Linked DNA regions of Sus scrofa: region 1 is linked to region 2. Evidence: chromatin contacts called from public HiChIP or PLAC-seq data. All regions are on one chromosome and are shown on one strand. The core of a region is the stretch at or near the end of the contact, and the rest is flanking DNA. Distances in the headings are between cores, read along the strand shown. Region 1 overlaps LOC106508008 (a long non-coding RNA gene). Region 2 has its middle 140 kb from the start of LPP.

What was found. HiChIP or PLAC-seq counts read pairs in DNA pulled down with a chosen protein or histone mark.
Region 1: a contact with region 2 is called in an H3K27ac HiChIP or PLAC-seq map of skeletal muscle. The contact joins two enhancer-like sites. A contact is called at or near these places in 4 of 5 promoter capture datasets (fetal liver, liver and skeletal muscle), 3 of 47 Hi-C or Micro-C datasets (fetal skeletal muscle, liver and skeletal muscle) and 2 of 2 datasets of contacts at active chromatin or transcription factors (alveolar macrophages and skeletal muscle).

What each region holds. Positions count from the first base shown.
Region 1 is chr13:125,416,517-125,422,303 of Sscrofa11.1, forward strand. It overlaps LOC106508008 (a long non-coding RNA gene), which reads left to right. Exons shown (of 5, transcript XR_002337803.1): 3 at 1,513-1,592. Among named protein-coding and RNA genes, the nearest start is that of BCL6, 30 kb to the left of the region's middle. Within about 2 kb of position 3,170, at least 2 of the 83 cell types and tissues checked have an H3K27ac peak or open chromatin away from gene starts, as enhancers often do. A contact at or near this core is called in alveolar macrophages and skeletal muscle, where this site is marked.
Region 2 is chr13:125,639,133-125,644,867 of Sscrofa11.1, forward strand. No RefSeq gene overlaps it. Among named protein-coding and RNA genes, the nearest start is that of LPP, 140 kb to the right of the region's middle. Within about 2 kb of position 2,064, at least 20 of the 83 cell types and tissues checked have an H3K27ac peak or open chromatin away from gene starts, as enhancers often do. A contact at or near this core is called in alveolar macrophages and skeletal muscle, where this site is marked.

The DNA of each region.
Region 1 (5,787 bases), core at 1,920-4,419, 220 kb before region 2:
TGGAAGTGGAGTTGAAAGGAAACTAGATATCCCTTTAGGGCCAGCACTTTTTTTTTTTTTTTGATTTTACAATGTTTTGTCAACATTTGACATCAAAATGGTTGAGACTGAGAAATCTGCGTGAGATATGATTCTGTAAGTGTGACTCATGGTGTCATGTCTCTCTTTATATATATATATATATATATACACACACACACACATATATATACACACTATACACTTTTTTTTTTCTTTTTAAGCCTGCACTTGTGGCATATAAAGGTTCCCAGGCTAGGGGTCCAATCAGAGCTGTAGCCACCGGCCTCTGCCACAGCCACAGCAACGCAGGATCTGAGCTATGTCTGTGACCTACACCACAGCTCAAGGCAACATCGGATCTTTAACCCACTGAGCAAAGCCAGGGATCGAACCTGCAACCTCCTGGTTCCTAGTCAGGTTCATTTCTCCCATACCATGACTGGAACTCCTCGTTTTATATTTTATGTATGCAGTCAGTAAACCCCCACATCCTTATAACTGACTTGCTCCCTCTTCCATTCAGCAACTAGAAACCTTCTCTGCTGGTTTCCTACATATTGCAAAGAAGCTGCAGTCAGCTCAGTGAACACAACTGGGCAGTTTGCTATCGAGGGGGCCCACACACCTTAGAGAGGGAACTGAACTGCTGAAGGCAACTTCTCTGCAGCAATGTCCTACATAGCTTAGCGGCTGGGGCCCTTGTAATTATTTAGTAACTGGACAGTGTTTCCTCTCCAGTGTGAATGCCTAAAGGTCAAGAGCTACTTTTACTTTCCTTGGTATGTATCTTAATCTCTCCCTGGCACCTATGAGAAGTAACTTACTCATCTAATAGATGTTTTGAATAAGAGAGACCCAATAAACTTTTCATTGGACTTAATGCACTTTTAGTTATCTTTCCATCCTTCCAAGTAAATACAATTACAGAGCACATACTCTGGGTCAGGTATGGTGCTAAATGTTGCAGTTGTGTTTGGTCTTTAAAATACTGGTATTATATAAATGTTGCTATTAGCTACTGTCCAGTGTATTTAGGCTAACTCATCTGTATATATTTGCATATCTTCCATCCAATTCAAAAGATATGTAATGTGCACCAACCACATGTACAGAGGGAAAAGGAGAAGCCTCAGGGTCACTCAGGGCTGTAAGGACAGCGCAGGAGAGCAAGATACGGGACACCAGCAATGAAAAGGGCAATCACTGAGCTACAACAAATAGAGCATTTAAATATGGAAACAATTGCTTCAAACTAAGACATCTAAAAACGTTTCTGGGGGAGGTAGAGTTTGAAGTCATGATAAAAAATTTTGTAATATAGTGACTGTGCCCTTGAAATAAACATCAAAATAATAAAGTAAGCTCTGAAATAATGAGCTGACACATATAGGGGCTTAGTACATACTGTTCTAGGTACTTTGCATGTGTGCACTTATTTAATCCTCACCACTATCTTATGGAATTCATGGTGCTGTTATCCTCATTTTATAGATGGAACACTGAAGCACAGAACGTAACTGACCTAAGGTCAAAGAGCTAACAAACAGAAGTGGGAATTTGAACCCAGCCAGGTAAGGCTTTGCTCTCAGCCATTATGTTCTCCTGCCTTATAAATGAAAGTTAGGCCTTCAATAGCCAGGTTAGGAAGAGAGGGTGTGGGGAAGGAGGGCGTTTCAGGCAGAGAGAAGAGCTGAAACAAGGGCACAGAAGTTAGGTATACATCTCATAATGTTTTATTTTGCCTAGAGAGCTTTCTAGTTTGCAAAGAACTTTCTCAACAGTTCTCTAACATGCTTCTCCTTGTGACCCTGAGAAATATGCTGTGATTATTATTCCAATTAGAAAGATGAGGAGACTGGGACCCGGGATGGAAAGGCACCAGCTGGGCTAGTGAGCTGCAGCATGAAGTTCAAGATGCAGTCGTTTAACTTCAGAGTGGTGCCTTTTCCCATGCTGTGGTGTTAATAAATACATTCATTGCTCCCTGTTCTGAGCAAGACCCTGAGCAAGCCCTTCCGCATATGCCCTAATGCCATCCTTGCAATGGCCCTGAGAGGTAAGTGTTGTTGCATTTCAAAAGCAGAAACGTTTTAATTCTGCCCCTACTTTTCTTTTTTCTTCTTTCTTTTTTACATAATGATTTTTTTTATTATAGCTGGTTTACAGTGCTTTGTCAGTTTTCTACTGTACAGCATGAGTGACCCAGTTACACATACATGTATAGATTCTTTTTTCTCACATTATCATGCTCCATCATAAATGACTAGATACAGTTCCCAGTGCTACACAGCAGGGTCTCACTGCTTGTCCATTCCAAAGGCAATAGTCTGCATCTATTAATCCTAAACTCCTAATCCATCCCACTCCCTCCCCCTCCCCCTTGGCAACCAGGAGTCTATTCTCCAAGTCCATGATTTTCTTTTCTGTGGAAAGGTTCATTTGTGCCATATATTAGATTCCAGATAAAAGTGATGTCATATGGTATTTGTCTTTCTCTTTCTGATTTGCTTCACTTAGTATGAGAGTCTCTAGTTCCATCCATGAAATCTTTCCAAATCTTTTCTTTTTTTCCCAAATATTTTATTGTGAAAATGTAAAAATATAAAGAATATTTAAACAAAATTCATATCTACCATTAGATTCTACTACTAATATTAGTTTTCTTTTTGAGGATACTGATGATTCCCTATGAGGCATGCTGGTTTAGGGGTTCATGCTTTACCCACTCTTTTGGCCCTTGGGAACCCCTGAGCCTGGAGTGTTACCTGCACATGAGCATATGCAGCTTTTCTAAAAATGGAAAATCCAAATTCATCTCTTTGCAAAAATCTTCCAGTTCCTCCTGCATTTGGCCAACCTCTCCTGTGTGGTGAAAGTCACCATTTAAATATGAAACCCAGCTCAGTTTCCAAAAATTTAATTGCATTATTAAGAATTAGTTGAAACTGGGCTTTGTCAATCTCTGAGGGGCAAGGCTGGGACTGAAGCTGACCAAACCATCAAGGCTGGCCAGAAATTCATTGCAATTGCTGAAATACTTAATGTAATCTGGGGCTGTGTTGGTTGGCGACACCACCTCCAGTACAGTGAGTACCCGCTGGGTAGGGCATAGTTCTAGGCTCTCTGGGGGAAATACAAATTAGTGGCTAGAGAGAAAGACTGGCTTTACCACGGATCCAGTGACAAGTATGTCAAAGGCCAAAGAAAGATGATCAGGCAAGAGCTGGTAAAAATTCATAGCCAGCCCCACAGCCGCAGGCAGCAAGAGCTGGATTCCCAACATCAGCTTTCTTTGCACTTGTTCAGTCCAGGAGTCAGGTAGGAAAGATCCTGTGTTCAGCCCTGTTGCCTTCCAGATTTGATTAAGGCTCTTAGGAGAGTCATGACCTCAGCCTGGAATGGCAACACAGGAAAAAGACAACAAAAAAGAAAGAGAAGATGACTAAAGCATTTAGTGCAAGAGGAGGGGCGATGGATGGAGTGAAAACTGGGAAGTTTCCACTTGATTTTCAAGGCCACGGGTATAATGAAAGGCCTCATTTTCTTGTGCTATTGTTAAGCCTTTCAAAAGAGTCTCCTCTGCAAGCCTGCCCCCAAACCATAGGTCTAGGATGATTTCTCTCCATGCCTTTTGGCTTGGTTTGCTGATTTATAAAGGGGGAAAGCAACTGCTACCTTACAGGTATTCTTTTGAGGATTAAATGTGGTAAAGCTCAGTAAATGGCTCATTAACATAAATGTATAGAAAATAGACTGTTTGATATCCTATCCAGCTAGCCCAGCCATCTGGTAAAAAGTAGGACCAGACAGTTAGACTCATGTAACAGAAATTTGGAAATCATCTGATCCAACACCTGAATGTGGTAGATGAGAAGGGAGAAAGCAGCAAGTGCTTCCGACCAAGGGTGCAGAGAAAGACAGAGGCTGAGGAGGGCTTTGTGGGTGTGGGGAGGAATGAGAGACAGAGCTTTGCTGAACCCCTTGTGATATAATCTAAACTCATAATGAAGAGAGACATAGGCAGAGTCTGCATTTCAGAAGTCGAGGCTCAGAGTTTCCAAATGGAAGTAGTCTCCCTCAGATCCAAGAGCTAAAAAGCAGATGAGGGAGATTTAAACCCTGGCTGAGTTCAGAGCCCATGCTCTTGACCTTACACCATCTCACCAGGTTTTCTGCTTCCTTGCAAAGACCCATTTTTCAAGGTTTCCGTAGCACCTTCAGAAAAGAGGGGTGGCTTGGGAAGGGGGTTGTTTTTATGTTTTTTAAAGTCTGTGAATCCCTGTGGAACCCTTCTTTACACAGCTCAGTTTTACAATCTAAGATGTCTAAGTCCACAGGCTGCCCCAGGCCTCTTTCATCCCTAACATTCTCGGTGTTTCACACCAAAAAGAAAATGGTCCTCCTTTGCCTCCAAATCCAAGTAGTCCTTACCTACAAAAATGGCTTCTTTAAAATCATCTGCCTATGTTATTTATGGTTATCTGAGGCCCGTGCAAAGAGACTCACCTTCCATTTCCTTCCCCCAGGACCTAGTAGGTGCTAAATACACTTTCTAGTACATTTTTCTTTTCTTTCTTTCTTTTTTTTTTTTTAAGAGATGCACCTGAGGCATGCAGGCTAGGGGTCGAATGGGAGCTGCGGCCACCAGCGTATGCCACAGCCACAGTAATGCGGGTTCCAAGCCGCATCTATGACCTACACTGCAGCTTATGGCAATGATGGATCCTTAACCCACTGCGCAAGGCCAGGGATTGAACCCACATCCTCATGGATACTAGTCCGGTTCGTCAACCACTGAACTATGATGGGAACTCCTCCTTTTTTCTTTTCTTTTTGGCATTTCTCTGACCCATGGCCCCAGTATCTATCCATCTGCATATTCATTATCTATCCAAATAGATTTACATGCATAATTACCAAAATCACACCCCTTATTATACATGGTATTCATGTACATGAAGATACCTGCTTATATTCAGTGGACAGTGATTAAGCCTATTATGTGGCAGGTAACAGGCAAGTTGCTGCAGAAAGTGTCACCAGCTAAAATCTAGACTAGATTGCTAATCATCCAAAAAGTCATGCCATTTCTTACACGACTGATTTTAAAAAAAATGTCTGATGCTCTGAAAGACCAGAGGGCATTGCTGTGAGCTACATTATTCTCATGCTTTGCTGAAAATTTAGCTCAAAAATCCCCATTTCTAAAATGTTACTACTCACTGCTATGAGAAAACATTCATAATACAAGGTAGTGGCCTAGACAAGGGTTTAGATTCACAGGTGGCACATGGACCTTCCTTTTCACTTTTGGAAAAACCTTTAACAGCTCAGAGTCTGTTACCTGCCTGGACCCCTTACATTAGACTGGAATATTATTCACTTGCTCAAATTCAGGTGACCGATGTTAATTTAACACTGTTGGCTGCTGAATCAGTTGCATCAAGGTCTCTAGAAAAGGCAGCCTGTGGAAAGAGCACTGACTCTTTCAACAAAGCTGGTTTCTTCCGGCTCTGATGTCAATACCTGTGTGACCCTGAGCAAATTACTTAACTTCTCTGAACTTTGGTTTTCTGATTTCTAAAGAAGGGAGGAAAAATACCCAACTCACACATGTAGGTAAGGGTGAAAAGAGAAGTAATTCCCAGGACCTGATAGACAGGGAATAGCATGGGTCAAGCACAACTCCAAGTTCTTTGGCCTGAGCAAAGGTACCAAATGGAATTGTTGTTTACATTTGAATTGAATTGTTAGCACAGGGGATAA
Region 2 (5,735 bases), core at 814-3,313:
CAACCTCATGGTTCCTAGTCGGATTCGTTAACCACTGTGCCACGACAGGAACTCCATGTTCTGACACTTTTCATAACAAGCATCCCAGGGACACCAACAGAGAGAGACAAATGTAGGGAAGGGGTGCCATTTCAGAATTCCTGCTTACGGTCTCCCCATCTGGGTCTCTGGCTCACACCGAAATGTGACGCAGGAACCCAGGATTCTAATAATTCTTCTTGGTCTCCTTATCTTCCCCTCTCGCCTCAGGGTGACCTCTCCAATGCCATCGGATTACTGCTCCTGTGCTTCTAGTAATGGCAGATGTCATGGCCTTAGTGAGGCCCTTTCTGACTTTCACTCAGGTGAAACTCAGACCCTCCCTGGGACCTGGGTGATGGTGTAACTGCCACCGGTTTGATGGGCCAATGAGAGAGTACAGATGGAGTGCCTGAAAGATGCCCAGTCAGAGCCCCTACATCTCTCCTCCCCGAGCCATTTTGCCCTACCAAAGAACGGCAGGGGTGACGTACTGATTAAACCTGACCTTGCGCAAGAACCTGAGTCAAAAGATTTTTTTCAAGGAAAGGATCTCAAATTGTGTTTTAGCTCCATTTTATGAGGAAAATCCACACACCTTTCTATTGCCCACCCCACTAGCCACAGCTTTTTGTCTGATGGCCAGATCCTTCCTTCCCTTTTGACATAGTAAAGTCAGGGTGTCTCAGACTGGACATCCAGATGACCTCTTGCTGTCCTTCCAAAACCTAGATTTGAGCCTCATCTGGATCAAGATGAAGAACTGCCATTATTTCCCCACCAGCTCTTTAGTTTTTGCCCTCTCTTTCCACACTTTTTCTTCTTGCCTTCCTCCCAAATTACCAAATGCACAAGTACTCCAAACCACAGAATTTAAGAAAAAAAATTCAGGGCCATTTCTCTCCTACTTTCTAGTGCAGATTAACTCAGGATCATTTCAGCTCTTCCGCTACAGAATTCTAATCCATGTAATAATACCTCGGAACTTATTTTATTTATTTTTGTCTTTTTAAGGCCACACCCACAACATATGGAGGTTCCCAGGCTAGGGGTCGAATTGGAGCTGCAGCTACCAACCTATACCACAGCCACAGCAACGCCAGATCCTTAACCCACCTGAGTGAGGCCAGGGATCAGACCCGAGTCCTCATGTATATTAGTGGGGTTCATTAACCACTGAGCCACGACGGGAACTCCCAGAACTTATTTTAAAATATTTATCAACATACACTTTTCACCAACTCTTAGTGTTCTTTAGAATTTACATGGCTTTTCTCTCCATTTAAGTCAGATATCTCCAATGCATATCTTTGGCATGTTAATATCAGATTACAGCACAGAGAGGACCAGGGGGCTGCTCTGTGCAAAGCCTAAGAGGTCATCGTATTAATCAATTGGATAGAAGATTAATATATTCATTCAACACACACTTACTAATCACTTAACCTGAACTCCTGCAGTGCTTGAGATCCAGGAGCATGTACTTGTGATGAGAATACTATCCGCATCTTCCACTTAGACCGCGAGGCCCTTCAGAAGACTCTGATCTCAGCTTGCCACTCCCTGTCTTAGGACATTGAGCAACTCCCCTCCCTCCTCTGGGCTTCAGGTTCCCCATTGTGGCAGGTGGGTAAACAGAGCATTCTAAATCCTTCAATTCACCTTCTTCAAACTCAGTTCAGAAGCATGGATTAAGCACAGAACATAAGAGCTACTAGACAAGTTCAAAAAAAGGAGGGATCAAGTGTTATTTCAAAGAAATCAGGTCATTGCTGAAGCTGGGCGATGGGCACCCAGAATTTCACCATACAGCTTGTCCACTTATGTGCATATTTGGAAATAGCCCTACTAAAAAGAAGAAAAACAAAGAGAAGGAAACCCAGCAGGCTTCACATAGCAGGTAGCTGCTGAGCAGAACTGCAGCATGGGTAGGATTTCAATGAACCGACACTGGGTCAGGGGCCATTCCAGGCTGGGGCACATCGTGAGCCAAAGCATTGAGACTGGAAAATATAAGACATTCACAAAGGACTGGGAGTGGTCATGTGTGGCTGCAGCTCAGGATGCAAGAGGGGCGGGGAGGGAACCCAGCTGGAAAGGTATCATGGAGTCAGAGCTGAAGGGTCTGGAGAAACAGAGTGTTAAACTCAATTCCAAGGGAAAGTGACTTCACTGGTTAAGCTCGAGTTGGCTCTACCCCTTGTCAGTCAGGCCCCGGGAGAAGGGCCTGTGGCAGAAACTGGCGGAGAAGGAGGCTGGCAGCACCACCAGGCTTGTTTCTTCACCAGGAAACAAGGTTTCCTGTAACTCAGACCCATGAATCAGCATTTCCTCTGTCAATAATACACAGCAAGAAAGGCAACAGCACCGGGCTGGGGGCAATGGAAGAAAGGAAGGAATATTCCATGACACGGCTAGGCTCTGTTCTCTTTTCCCCTCATGAAACACTCCTGATAAGCTCCCAAGTAACACTCGGGTTTCATAAGATAAGTTCCTCAGACAGCCTCACGGTAGCACATGAAAATTAAGTCCTACAGGACACCCAGCTCTCTTGTCATGTTATGAGTTTCTATCACTGTTGGTTAAGGAAGATCACGTTCAAATTCTTTCATTATGTGATAACTAAACATTAATATAACAGTATTTTATTCCTGCTGGGGTTTGAGTGTGTGTGCGATTTGCCTTTTAGTTTTTACACACCCCTGTGCAATATTTTGTTTGACTCTCGTGATAATCCTATAAGGTGCAAAGGGGACATTATACCTATTTCACAAGGGCAGATGCGCAGGCAGGGAGATGGAATGCTTCTTCCCCGGCAGATCTGTTTTAAAGATGCCAGAATTGATACCAACTCCTCAAACTCCATTCAGAGTTTCTTTTTTAAAAAAATTTAAGGCTATGCTCCATTTATAGTTATTATAAACATTGGCTATATTCCCCCATGTTGTACGATATATATCTGTGTAACTTATTTTATATCTAATAGTTTGTACTTCTTAATTTCCTCCCCCTGACCCCTCTCGCCACTGGTAACCACTAGTTTGTTCTCTGTATCTGTGAATCTGATTCTTTTTTGTTATATTCACTCGTTTGTTTTATTTTTTAGATTCCACATATAAGTGATATCATACTGTATTTGTCTTTCTCTGTCAATTCAAGGTTCTTTTCAAGATCACAGACTTTTAATTAATTATATCAATTAACTGTTCATTTTAAATATATTTTACAAGTATTAAATTAATTAATACTATACTTAATTTATTTTTTTTATTTTATTTTAATTTTTGTGTGTGTGTCTTTTGTCCTTTTAGCGCCACATTGCGGCATATAGAGGTTCCCAGGCTAGGGGTCCAATCGGAGCTGTAGCCACCAGCCTACGCCAGAGCCACAGCAACACCACATCTGAGCCGTGTCTGCAGCCTACACTACAGCTTATAACAACACTGGATTCTTAACCCACTGAGCAAGGCCAGGGATCAAACCCGCAACCTCATGATTCCTAGTTGGATTCTTTTTTGCTGTGCCACCACAGGAACTCCCAATCCTGTATTTAATTTAATATATATATTATATATACAGATGTCTTCCTAGCACCAGAAGAATTTCATTCACTCCCTCATCCCCATGATGCATTATGGACTGCCCACTACATGCCACGCTCTCTTCTAGGCACATTCAATAGTGACCAAAATGGACAAAAGTCCTGCCTTCCTAAAGCTTCCATTCTAATTGAGGCACTCGGACAGAGACTGAGATAAAAGTAAAATACAGAGTATGTTAGAGAGTTATACATGCCTTGAAAAATAAAGAAAATGAAGGTTAAGAAGCATTGGGGGGGCTGTGATATGATTTTACCTATGTTGTTCGGTGACCATCTCATTGAAACGTGATGTTTGAGTCAAGACCTGAGGAGGTAAACAATTAAGCCACGGGGACAAATGATGTTCAGGCTGGGGGAATGTCAGCAAAAAAAACAGCAAGTGCCAACACTCTGAGGCAGTACCTTCCTGGCATGCGTGTGAACTGAAGTTTGGCACTTGCCATCAGCCAAACATGATGGAGTAAAACATGAGCCAGTGCTGCTGCCAACCCACAGCGCCCCCCAAGGAGAGCTCAGGGTGGAGACCAGGAGTGAGGTACTCTATGCTCTGGGAAAACTGGAAAAATAGGTCCTCAGATAGTTAGATATTTTGGGGAGAAGATTTTATGATTCCACTCCTTGCATCTCCTCATATCTAGAAAAACATTAAAACCCTTCACAGTGATGTCTGCTCCTCGTGACTAGTAGTAACCTTCCTGAGACCAGCAACAAACTTCTGTAAAATGTGTGCCTGGCTGCAGGTACCTCCCCCTTCACCTTTATGACTTATATCTTGATAGACCCCCTTTCCTGTTTGGGGCAGTGTTTCAGAGCTGACCATAAAATACTGTTCTCTGGGCTGCAGTTAAGTGGACAAAACAAAAAATGTCCAGGCCATCTGGGAGAAGAGCCACTCCCAAGTGTGAGCCAGTGAGCCCTAGGGAACTCAGGAAAGAAACAAAGAAGACTGGCCCACAGCTGAGGTGCCTATCAAAGGAATGATTCCAGCAAGCCCACTACACCTGTACATCTTTTTCTGTTAATCTGGTTTTCTGTAAACCTTTTGTTCCTATTACCTTCCCTTTGTTGCAAAAATTCGTATATCCAATCTCCTTCTCACCTACTCAGAGCAGTTTCTCAGGACTACTTAAGATGCTGTCTCCTGAGCATAAGTCCTAATTTTGTCCAAATAAAACTTAACTCTCAACTTTCAGGTTGTGCTTCTTTTTTTTTTTTGGCTTTTTAGGGCCGAATCCATGGCATATGGAGGTTTCCAGGCTAATATTCCAATCAGAGCTATAGCCGCCGGCCTATGCCACAGCAGTAGCAATGCCAGATCCAAGCTACATCTGCAACCTACACCACAGCTCATCCCAACACCAGATCCTCAACCTACTAAGCAAGGCCAGGGATTGAACCTGCAACCCCAATGGCTCCTAGTTGGATTTGTTTCTGCTGTGCCACGACAGGAACTCTGAAGTTGTGAATTTTTTAAGTTGACATGTATAAGGAATAGTAAGGAGTCAGGTGTGGCAGGATGGGAGGAACAAGGTGGGAGGGGGAGGCAGTAGGGAGTTGAGGTTGGGGACACACCATGGAGGCCATTATATAGACTTGGCATTGATTTGGAGAATCTGCTATCATTCACGCAGAACCAAACCAAACCAGCCATACAAAAAAGATGAAATAAAACTAATCAAAGAAGTAAAATGCAGAATAAAATGATAAGAACAATAACAAATGCATGTAAAGTGTATTAAAGTTAGGTAAGGGGAATTCCCGTTGTGGCACAGTGGAAACAAATCCTACTAGGAATCATGAGGTTGCAGGTTCAATCCCTGGCCTTGCTCAGTGGGTTAAGGATCCAGGGTTGCCATGAGCTGTGATGTAGATCACAGACGGGGCTCAGATCTGGTGTTGCTGTGGCTATGGTGAAGGCCGGCAGCTACAGCTACAATTGGACCCTTAGCCTGGGAACATCCATATGCCATGGGTGTGAACCTAAAAAATTAAATAAATAAATAAATAAATAAATAAGTTAGGTAAGGAAGAGATGGAAAGAAAAAGTGAGAGGCACAAGGAAAGAAAGAAGTGACCATATTCTGTTTGTTTGCTCCCTCACCCTTTCTCTCTCTCT